2 separate regions of the Sus scrofa genome follow, and region 2 is linked to region 1. The links are chromatin contacts, called in public HiChIP or PLAC-seq maps. All regions are on one chromosome and are shown on one strand. The core of a region is the stretch at or near the end of the contact, and the rest is flanking DNA. Distances in the headings are between cores, read along the strand shown.

Region 1 (4,652 bases), core at 582-3,081:
TTTGATATTGCAACTTATCTGCTAAGAATGGGAGGGAAATTAAAGGCGGAGAAATATTGGAGGTTGTCCTTCCTATAAGGATGACCTAGAAGTGTGAGGAAAATGCCAGAAATACTTTCAAACAAGCAGACCAAAAAAAAAAAAAAAAAAAAAAATCAAGTATTTAGAAAATAGCATTGTTATTTCTGATCAATAACTTAGCACTATAAATTAACCAGGCAACAAGTAATGAGCATTCGACTTCAGTGGTTGTATTTTTAGCCAGAGAAGCACACATTCAGGATTCAAATCATGGAACTGAGAATCGCAAATTTTTATTTTTTTCTGAACACAGCTCTTTGTGCCCTGCTGCCCTTCCCCTTCCTCTTTGGTCAAAGCTGTGGGGTTTTCTCAAAGAGTCAACCATCTGGTGCTTTAATGTTCCATCTGCAAAGTAGAGACAAATATTATTGTTCTCAAGACGCAAAATAGGGGTCTAGTATATACTCCTTCAGTGAAGTAATAGACTGGTTTTTCAACACTTAAATGCTATCAGGGGTTATATTAGTTACCATCATCTTTGAGGGACTTAAAACCCTACAGAGGATGAAAACTACTTCCTGACTCTATAACTGTAAAAACAAACTTCCTCATTTCAGTAGAAATGACGCTATTAGCAACCAGTCAATACCATAAAACATGCATTTCCTAAGACTGATTCAGTTTTCAAATTTTCTCAGTGCTTTTTCTTTTATTTTCTTTTAAGGTGGAATGAAGCTCAGCAGCCTTCTAGCTGTTACTGCCCTTTCACATAGGAGCAAAGTAAAGCCTGGAATGACTGAATGACTTGACTAGCTTGACATAGCAGAGACCCTGGGCCTACTGATCTTTTTTCTATGCAAGAGCAGGTATGAGATGAATGGCTCGTCCCCAGTTAAATCCTAGGGGAAATATGTGTCTAATGCTCCATTCAACCTGCTCTTAGTACCAGGTTGCAGTGGTGAATCTGTTGTAAAAACTGATGGAAGGGATGGTATGAGCCATGGTGATAAAGTAACGTGGCTTCCCAGACTGGTTCAGTCCTCCATCACTCGAATCATCCTGAAGTGCCAACAAATCAACAGGGGGGCTATCCAAGAGAGAGGGTATGGAAGATTTTTTTATTCCTGAAGGCCAGACATCAATGCCCAAACATAGGATGTCTTCAACTTCCAAGGAAATTGTAGGATGAGAGCAGTGGGAATGGGGAGTTGGGATGCAGGGGTGAGTTGAAAGGCTTTCCTGTGAATCTCTACCTATTGGCAGATACATCCCCGCCAAGCCAATCCTGGTGAGACCTGGACTGAGGAAGGGGAAAGTTGCTGAAAGGTAAGATGGATCACAGTTCGGTGGAACAAAAAAGCTATTTCCAGAATATGGAACTTTATTTTTTTAATTAAAAAAAATTTTTTTTGTCTTTTTGCCATTTCTTGGGCCGCTCCCGCAGCATATGGAGGTTCCCAGGCTAGGGGTCCAATCGGAGCTGTAGCCACCGGCCTACACCACAGCCACAGCAACGCGGGATCCTTAACCCACTGAACAAGGCCAGGGATCGAATCCGCAACCTCATGGTTCCTAGTCGGGTTCGTTAGCCACTGAGCCATGATGGGAACTCCCCAGAATATGGAACTTTAAAACAAATAAAAGGAGAGAAGAAGATGTTTATCTGGGGACTCTAGGTAATATTCATAGAAGTTACACATCTGATGCTTTGAAATGTGTACTATCTCAAACAGATGTCCATAGCTGGATTTCCACTGAATATACAGGAAGCCCTGCCTCCTGTTTTATCTGCCTGCTGGGTCTGTGATTATAAAGGCAGTTAGGAGATTAGAGCTGGCCATGCCTAGCCACACCCGCTATTGCCAGTCATAATCTCCTCTGAACAACAAGAACAAGTATACGTCAGAATCCTAGACCTTCAGAGTGAGAGGGACCCCTGAAGAGAGTTTCTATCCTTGACACTACTGATTTTGCATGTGCAGTAATTCTTTTTACGAGGGGCTGTCCTGTGCATTGTGGGGTGGTTAGCAGCATCCCCGGCTCTACCCACTAGAGGTCAGTAAAGAGCTCCCCTGTGATGACAACCAAAAAAAACTCTCCAGGTGTCAGAAGTCCCTGGGGTGTGTGTGAAATCACCTTTGACTGAAAACCACGGCCCTAGAACACTGCACCCACCCCCTCTCACACCTTCTACATGTAAAAAATGAAAACACTTATATAGGACAGGAGTAAAATGGAGGGGTTTGGGAATAGCTCTGTAAAGCTCAGTGAAACTGTTACACTTTATATGCTTCTAGGAAAAATAAAACATAAAATATTAAATATTTAAATTTATATAAAATTCTAAATAAAATCTTTTTTTTTTTTTTTTTTGCTTTTCAGTGCTGTGCACGCGACATGTGGCAGTTCCCAGGCTAGGGGTAGAATCAGAGTCACAACTGCCAGCCTATACCACAGCCACAGCAATGCCAGATACTTAATCCACTGAGTGAGGCCAGGGATCAAACCCATATCCTCATAGATACTAGTCGGGTTTATTACCGCTGAGCCACAATGGGAAATCCCATTTCAAAGTTTCATTTTTTATTGGTCTTTTTCTCCTTTTAGGGCTGCACCCGCCGCATATGGAGGTTCCCAGGCTAGGGGTTCAATCAGAGCTGTAGCCGTTGCCCTACACCACAGCCACAGCAACTCGGGATCCGAGCCAGGTCTGCGACCTACACCACAGCTCACGGCAATGCCGGATCCTCAACCCACTGAGCGAGGCCAGGGATCAAACCCCATCCTCATGGATGCTAACTGGGTTCACTAACTGCTGAGCCGTGACGGGAACTCCCCATTTCAAAATTTTAAATGAGAAATTTGAACTTACTTCCACTGACGTATCTTTTTACTGACAGATATTCTGCTTGAAATGGCTTTATGCAACACTGATCAAGATATTTGAATGATTGCTTCAAATTCTTAGCAGTCTCTATCAACAAGTAACTTTATTCACACAAGCAGGTGATAAAAATATTTTAAATCATTGTTTATAGCCATTTGAAAATCTATTCCTTTTGAAATGAAAGAACCTAGTTGTGTATCCTTTTCTTACACTGACAACTCAGTTTAATTAATTAATTAATTAATTATTTGTCTTTTTAGGGTCGCATGCACGGCATATGGAGGTTCCCAGCCTACGGGTCCAACTGGAGCTACAGCCGCCAGCCTATACCACAGTTACAGCAACGCGGGATCTGAGCCGAGAAAGTGACCTACAGCACAGCCCACAGCAACACCGGATCCTTAACCCACTGAGTGAGGCCAGGGATCGAACCCCAAACCTCATGGTTCTTAGTCGGATTTGTTTCTGAGGTACCATGATGGGAATTCCTAGAGTTTAAAATTTTTATCATAAAATATTTCACATTTGAATTTTTACCTATCTTATGTTTCAAAATAATCATGAGGATTGAATTTCTACATTTCATATGCACTGTCAGAGTGGCAGTCCTGCAGCCAGCATGGGATTCTTGTCCATCAGCTGCAGATGAGCAAGAGACTCTGATATATGTAAAGACAGAAATCCTGGGCTACCATTTGTCGCTGGGCAGACCAGAAAGCCCCACCTGATTTCTGTACCCATCCATCCCCAACTGGCTGCATCTTGGCCTAAGCGCCAAGCTCTGGGCACCTGGCAACGAACTCCCTACTGGTCCTCAGACTCTGCCTAGGATTGTTAGTGCAGTGTTCTGCAGCCTGTGGATGCCCAGGATGTAGAGAACCTTCTTGGCTGCCCTCAGGGCATCACGGTGAAGCAATGCATGGGGAGATGGCACCTTATCCGAGGTCTTCTCTGGGAACTCCGAGGGTGCCCTTGGACTCCGCACTGCTAAGACCACTTCCCAGGGAGTGGTGATGAGACTCCTCTTGGTTAGAGGCACCTGGCCCCAGAGCCTCAGCCACTCTGCGTCCCACAGGGCGCTCTGAGAGTTGAATGATTCAGTCATTCAGAGCACACAGGAATCCATCTGTGGCACCACTGTAATATGGCACCTAGCTTGTGAAGCCCTGCCTTAGAGAATTTCACCTGCTCTGGGTGAGTATACCCCATGGCCCAGAGAAGGGTGCGATTCAAGCGACTCAACTCAGGTCACATGCTGGGGCCAGACTTCTTACTCCTGGTACTGTAATCACATAGATACTTCATTTCTTCTCTCTCTTTTTTTCCTTCTCCTTGTCTTCCTTCCTCCCATGTTCTCATCCCCCCAAATTCCTCATGGGCCTAGCTTGCTGGTCAAAGACATGGGCTTGCACAGCACCTGCCACAGGAAAGGCAGTGTTTCTCAAGCTTTCCTGCACATAAGGAGGACCTTTAAAAGTGAGTGTACTTTTTTTTTTATTTTATTTATTTTTTAAAAATTTTTTTTGTCTTTGTTGTTGTTGTTATTGTTGTTGTTGTTGTTAAAAATGAGTGTACTTTATGGCTATATCTTTGTGAAGAATGTCGTGGCAGGAAGAGAAAAGAATGAAGATTCACAGTGGAGACCATGAGGCAATAATTCCACTTTACTCCATCTAATTTCTTTGGCTGAATCTCATGCTGAACTCTAAATCCTGGTGATCTGTATGGAGACCCAGTGACCCTC
Region 2 (4,652 bases), core at 921-3,420, 250 kb after region 1:
ACTACCAGTCCTCCCGGATTTATGTGTTAGCATTTCGTAATGTATATGCTGCATTTACATTAGCATGTGAAGGCTGATTTCATATAAATCCTGAAGGACTTCATTCCAAACGCACTGATCAGACACCATGACTTCGACTTATACACCTATCTTATTCTGCCTTGTAATGTAGGTATATGTGGATCAGTGTCTTAGCCCCAGTATTCTACGTTCCCTAAGGCCAACAACTGTGTCTTACGTAGTTTTACCATAAAGCACCTACCACATGTAGTAAATGGTCAACACCTATCTGTTAAGTTGAAGGAATTCCCAAAGATTGGTCATAATGTGACCTGGGTTCTTGGTCTTCCTTAATCAAGAGAAATTGACAAGAGGCCAGGCAACAAATTCAGGCAAGTCTTTATTGGGGCCCCTGTTGCAGCAAGGGAGAGCAAAAACAAGCAACACATTCCTTTGCTCACTCCCTCCCCAAAGGGGGTGTGGGCTGGTTTTATGGGAGGAGGACAGGGGTGGGTCCATGGTCCTGTCAGAGGGGGGGCTTAGGTGGTCTACCTACTGCTTTGGTGGTCGTGTGTGTAAGGGGCATGTGTAGTGACCTGCTTTTACTCTCCAAACTTCTAGAAGGGGCAGTTGGGTTTTTAGGTTTTTTGCATCTTCCTGACCATAATTTACCCCAACTACACATGTGTGCAGTTATTTTTAGTCCCTTATAATTTCTTTGTATTTTGTTGTCTGAGGAGACGTTTATCTAGGTGCAAACTTTGCAGCCATTGCAGCAAAGGGTCCCAGGTCTCAGCCTGTCTCAATAAGATAAAAAAAAACTACTACCTCCTTGAACATACAGTAAAGAAAGCAGAGGGTGGAGGTAGCGTTCCAAAAATATGGACTGGAATCTGAGCCCTGCCTTTTACAAGATGAGTACCTCAGGCAGGATCTGTAAAGTGATGACAATTACATTATGAACCTCACAGGGTTGTCTGTCAGACTTCAAGTGAAAAAATGAAAGGGATGTTTTATGAACTTCAGATGTTATAAAGATTCAGCTCTTTTCCAATCGTGTGCCATGTAGCTTGTTGGCTCAATAAGAAATGGAAGCTACCCAATCATGGTGAGTCTTTCCCTGCCAGGCCTGCTGGAGCATGAGGCCAGGGTATGCATATGAAGGGTAAAGGAGGCATTCTCCTTCTGCCAGCAGTTCCAGTGGCCAGCAGAGGAAAAAAAAATTAGAAGTTCCTGTCGTGGCTCAGTGGAAATGAATCTGACTGGCATCCATGAGGATGCAGGTTCGATCCCTGGCCTCGCTCAGTGGGTTAAAGATCCGGCATTGCCATGAGCCGTGGTGTAGGTCACAGATGTGGTTCGGATCCTGTGTTGCTGTGGCTGTGGTGTAGGCCGGCAGCTGTAGCTCCTATTCAACCTCTAGCCTGGGAACCTTCATATGTCATGGGTGCAGCCCTAAAAAGGCAAAAAGAAAGAAAGAAAGAAAGAAAAATCAGTATTTGGACACATATTTTAAGAAAAATTTCCCTGCTACAGCACGTAGAAAAGATTTCCTATAAGTTATTTTGAGGCTGAGCGTTTATCATATACTTAATGTATAATGTATTAAGCTGACAAAGCAGCTTTAAAAAAAGAAAAACATTGCCAAATGGTTTTTTTTTTTTTCCCTCCTCTGCTTCCTCCTGTGTATTTTCTCTCTGCTAAATTCATTAAAAAAAAAAAAAATACAACTGTGAGAGTTTGTCATCTTCCTTGGAAAATACTGTAACTCCGCTCATTGGGTGCCCTTCACTTAGAGCTCAGCACAAAAGGCTGCGTGTGAAGAGAGAGGAGGAAATGGGTGCCTGGTTAGACCAGCCCTGCCCCCAGGGAAAGCCAGTTCCCTTGTCACTTTCTCCTTCAGATATTCCTGGTGTGACAGACAAGCTGCATGCAGGTTATGTTATCTGAGTACCCTGGACAAATGTGGCCCATTGAGACATAATCTGCTTTTAGAAGGGCTTATGCAACTCACATTCCTTGTCTGAGGCTTTCCCACATTTCTGGATAGCCACTGACATTTTAATAATTTTTTTAAGTGCAGGGAGGCAGAAAAAGTCTGCCTATGATCCGAGAAAATATAACAGCTACCTCTCTGGAGTGAGGGCTGGCTTATGAATCAGTGTTTTTCTGTTTCTTCATTTCATTTCTGTGCAGGTTTACTAGACACTCTGGACTGGTTTGAAACCTCTCAATGACGTCAATGGGACAGAGAAATTGGAGCAGCGGAGACAGCTGCAATGCACCAAGTCTACTGAGGTTTTATTCTTTTCTCCCAGGGTGACATCTGAGACAGATATTATCAATCAAGCCCTCCTGGCTCAGTACCAAATCAAAGACACTTTATCATTCAAAGCAGTAAAAAGCTGCAATTAGCTGATCTGCTTGGCTCTTTCCCTAGGAATATCTTGTTCATGACAATTAATAATGCAATTAAAGCTAAATTAAACAAGAGAATGCTTACTAAAATATTTAATTTAAATATGGGAGTTCTTCCCTTTAGTGGTTCAATTATTAGATCATTAAAGATGACTCTCTACATAGATTTTGTATAAAAAATTCCAAACAATCAAATGATTACCTCTTTTGAAAACACTCCTAAAAGCCCAATGATAAGCTTTAGCCAGTTTCCAAAATGTCCAACGTCTAGGGGCAAAAAAAAAAAAAAAAAAAAAAAAAAAAGGTACATATAGCAAAGCTTTACCATCGTTTAGAAAAAACAAACAACAACAACAGTAAAAACTGGGACAACTGACAGGGAGGAAACCAGTGCTCTGCGAATTAACGTTTCTTTCAAAAACATTCAAAATAAACCCCAAAAGAAGAAAACAGAGCCAACCGCTTTTTTGTTTGTTAAGCACAACATATTATTTACTGACTTTTCAAGCGTCTCTTCTTAGCAATAATTTTCCTTGCCTGAGTATATAACGGCGTATTGAAATCTGAAAAAAATACAGCACTTAATCTAATTATATAGTTTTAAAGGTCTGCATTCGTTAAACTACATACGTTAAACCACTAAGGACATCCAAGGTTAATCTTAGCAAATCTAACTAATAAATATCCTGAGAACAGATTTTTTTGTTTTCAAAGTTACCTAGAAGGACTAGGCACAGAACCCTCACCAGGAAGAAAAATACAAAACTGGCTGCTCTCTGGCTCTCCTTGCTGTTTGCTGGTGTTTGTTGGCAAACAATGCTGGTGATAAAAATAAGTGCAAAGTGAACGAGAGAGAAAATTGGGGGTGAAAATCAGGGAGAAAATACTAATGTCATTCTCAAGGTGATGTAGCCAAACGGGATGGGATTCAGAGCCATTGAGTCTAGAAAGTCAAACCGGCCCAAACCAAGAAATGCAGAAAACAGTACTCTTTAGTAACTGCCTATTATCCAGGGAGCATCAGCCTTAGTATATTAGGTCATATTACAAATGCTGTATATTACTCTGTCTTAAAACAGATTCCAAAACTAGGAAAGGCCATGATGCAGGAGACTTACTATTTTAATGAGGAATACAAAAGGGAACATGTGTTTGGGTCAACTCTAAAGGTCTGGGTTAGCTAGAATAACAAATGTCTTCCCAATCAGTCATGTTTACCCAAGAATAAAGTACCAAAAGTGTTCTTCATTGTTTAGATTTAAAAAAGAAAAGTTTCTTTTCTCCACCTTCTTTCATCCATTTAGCTGTGAAACAGGCAATAAATCACAGCTAAAGCTACCAAAATATCTTGTATATTCTTTACAAAGCTGAGCTTCCTCACTGGTCCCGTCCTGAAATTTCTCCCACCATGACAGCCATCATTCCTTTATCCATTCCTTGCAAGTCAGCGTAATGGTAATGACATGGGGCCCTCAGGTCTGGTGGATGTGGGTTTGTATCCCAGCTCCATCTAAATAGGTGTCCCTAGATGACTGTGAATCTGCAAAATGATCATGAAATGAAATGACACATGAATAAATATCTTGTAGGCACTCTAAATGTGATAGCTATTATTTTTAGATGTTCATTTAAAATGTGTATTATTGTGCTCAGTGCCAGGTACCTATGTTAGGCAGTCACACACTCACACATGCACACTCACACACAAACCCGCATGCACAGAGATAATTAACACAAAATGCACAGGGTAAAACAAGCTAGCAACTTGAGAATCATTTTTACCTTCCCATCTAATCACCACTGTCTCTACCAATAAAAGCAAAGTGGGACACTGTCATAGCTGTGGGAAATGTCTTAGCCGCCATCAGTCTGCCAAATTTTACCAATGTCATAAACAAGCAAGGAACAGCCCAAGTGGTCATTCAGCCTGGAGGATTCGACCTCTTACCATTCTTGAATTGGTTTCCTCTTTATCTGGCCACAGATGATGGATTTTACGTCAATAGTATCTCTTTTCTGGATTGCCACAACAGGCTCTTAACCAGTTCTCTTGTTTTGAGCCTTACCTATGAATCACTGTCCTTTTAAAGGATGATCTGGCCCGATTCCTGCTTAAAAACTTTCATGACGTCTCAAAACTTATGTGGAAACAGTCTCTGGGTCACAGCAGACCCCATATAAGCTGCGGCTTGACTGACTTTCTAGCTTTATCCCCTTGATGCAACCTTTAATAC

The links. HiChIP or PLAC-seq counts read pairs in DNA pulled down with a chosen protein or histone mark.
Region 2: an H3K27ac HiChIP or PLAC-seq map of skeletal muscle shows a contact between it and region 1, with 4 times the contacts expected there. The contact joins two enhancer-like sites. A contact is called at or near these places in 1 of 47 Hi-C or Micro-C datasets (embryonic fibroblasts) and 1 of 2 datasets of contacts at active chromatin or transcription factors (skeletal muscle).

What each region holds. Positions count from the first base shown.
Region 1 is chr6:146,114,005-146,118,656 of Sscrofa11.1, forward strand. It overlaps LOC102162079 (a long non-coding RNA gene), which reads left to right. Exons shown (of 8, transcript XR_298679.3): 4 at 746-887; 5 at 1,285-1,347; 6 at 4,293-4,384; 7 at 4,507-4,652. Among named protein-coding and RNA genes, the nearest start is that of SGIP1, 65 kb to the left of the region's middle. Within about 2 kb of position 1,832, at least 27 of the 83 cell types and tissues checked have an H3K27ac peak or open chromatin away from gene starts, as enhancers often do. A contact at or near this core is called in skeletal muscle, where this site is marked.
Region 2 is chr6:146,360,516-146,365,167 of Sscrofa11.1, forward strand. The region is part of intron 4 of PDE4B (phosphodiesterase 4B); the gene reads right to left. All of the region lies in intron 5 of LOC102162258 (a long non-coding RNA gene), which reads left to right. Among named protein-coding and RNA genes, the nearest start is that of SGIP1, 310 kb to the left of the region's middle. Within about 2 kb of position 2,171, at least 14 of the 83 cell types and tissues checked have an H3K27ac peak or open chromatin away from gene starts, as enhancers often do. A contact at or near this core is called in skeletal muscle, where this site is marked.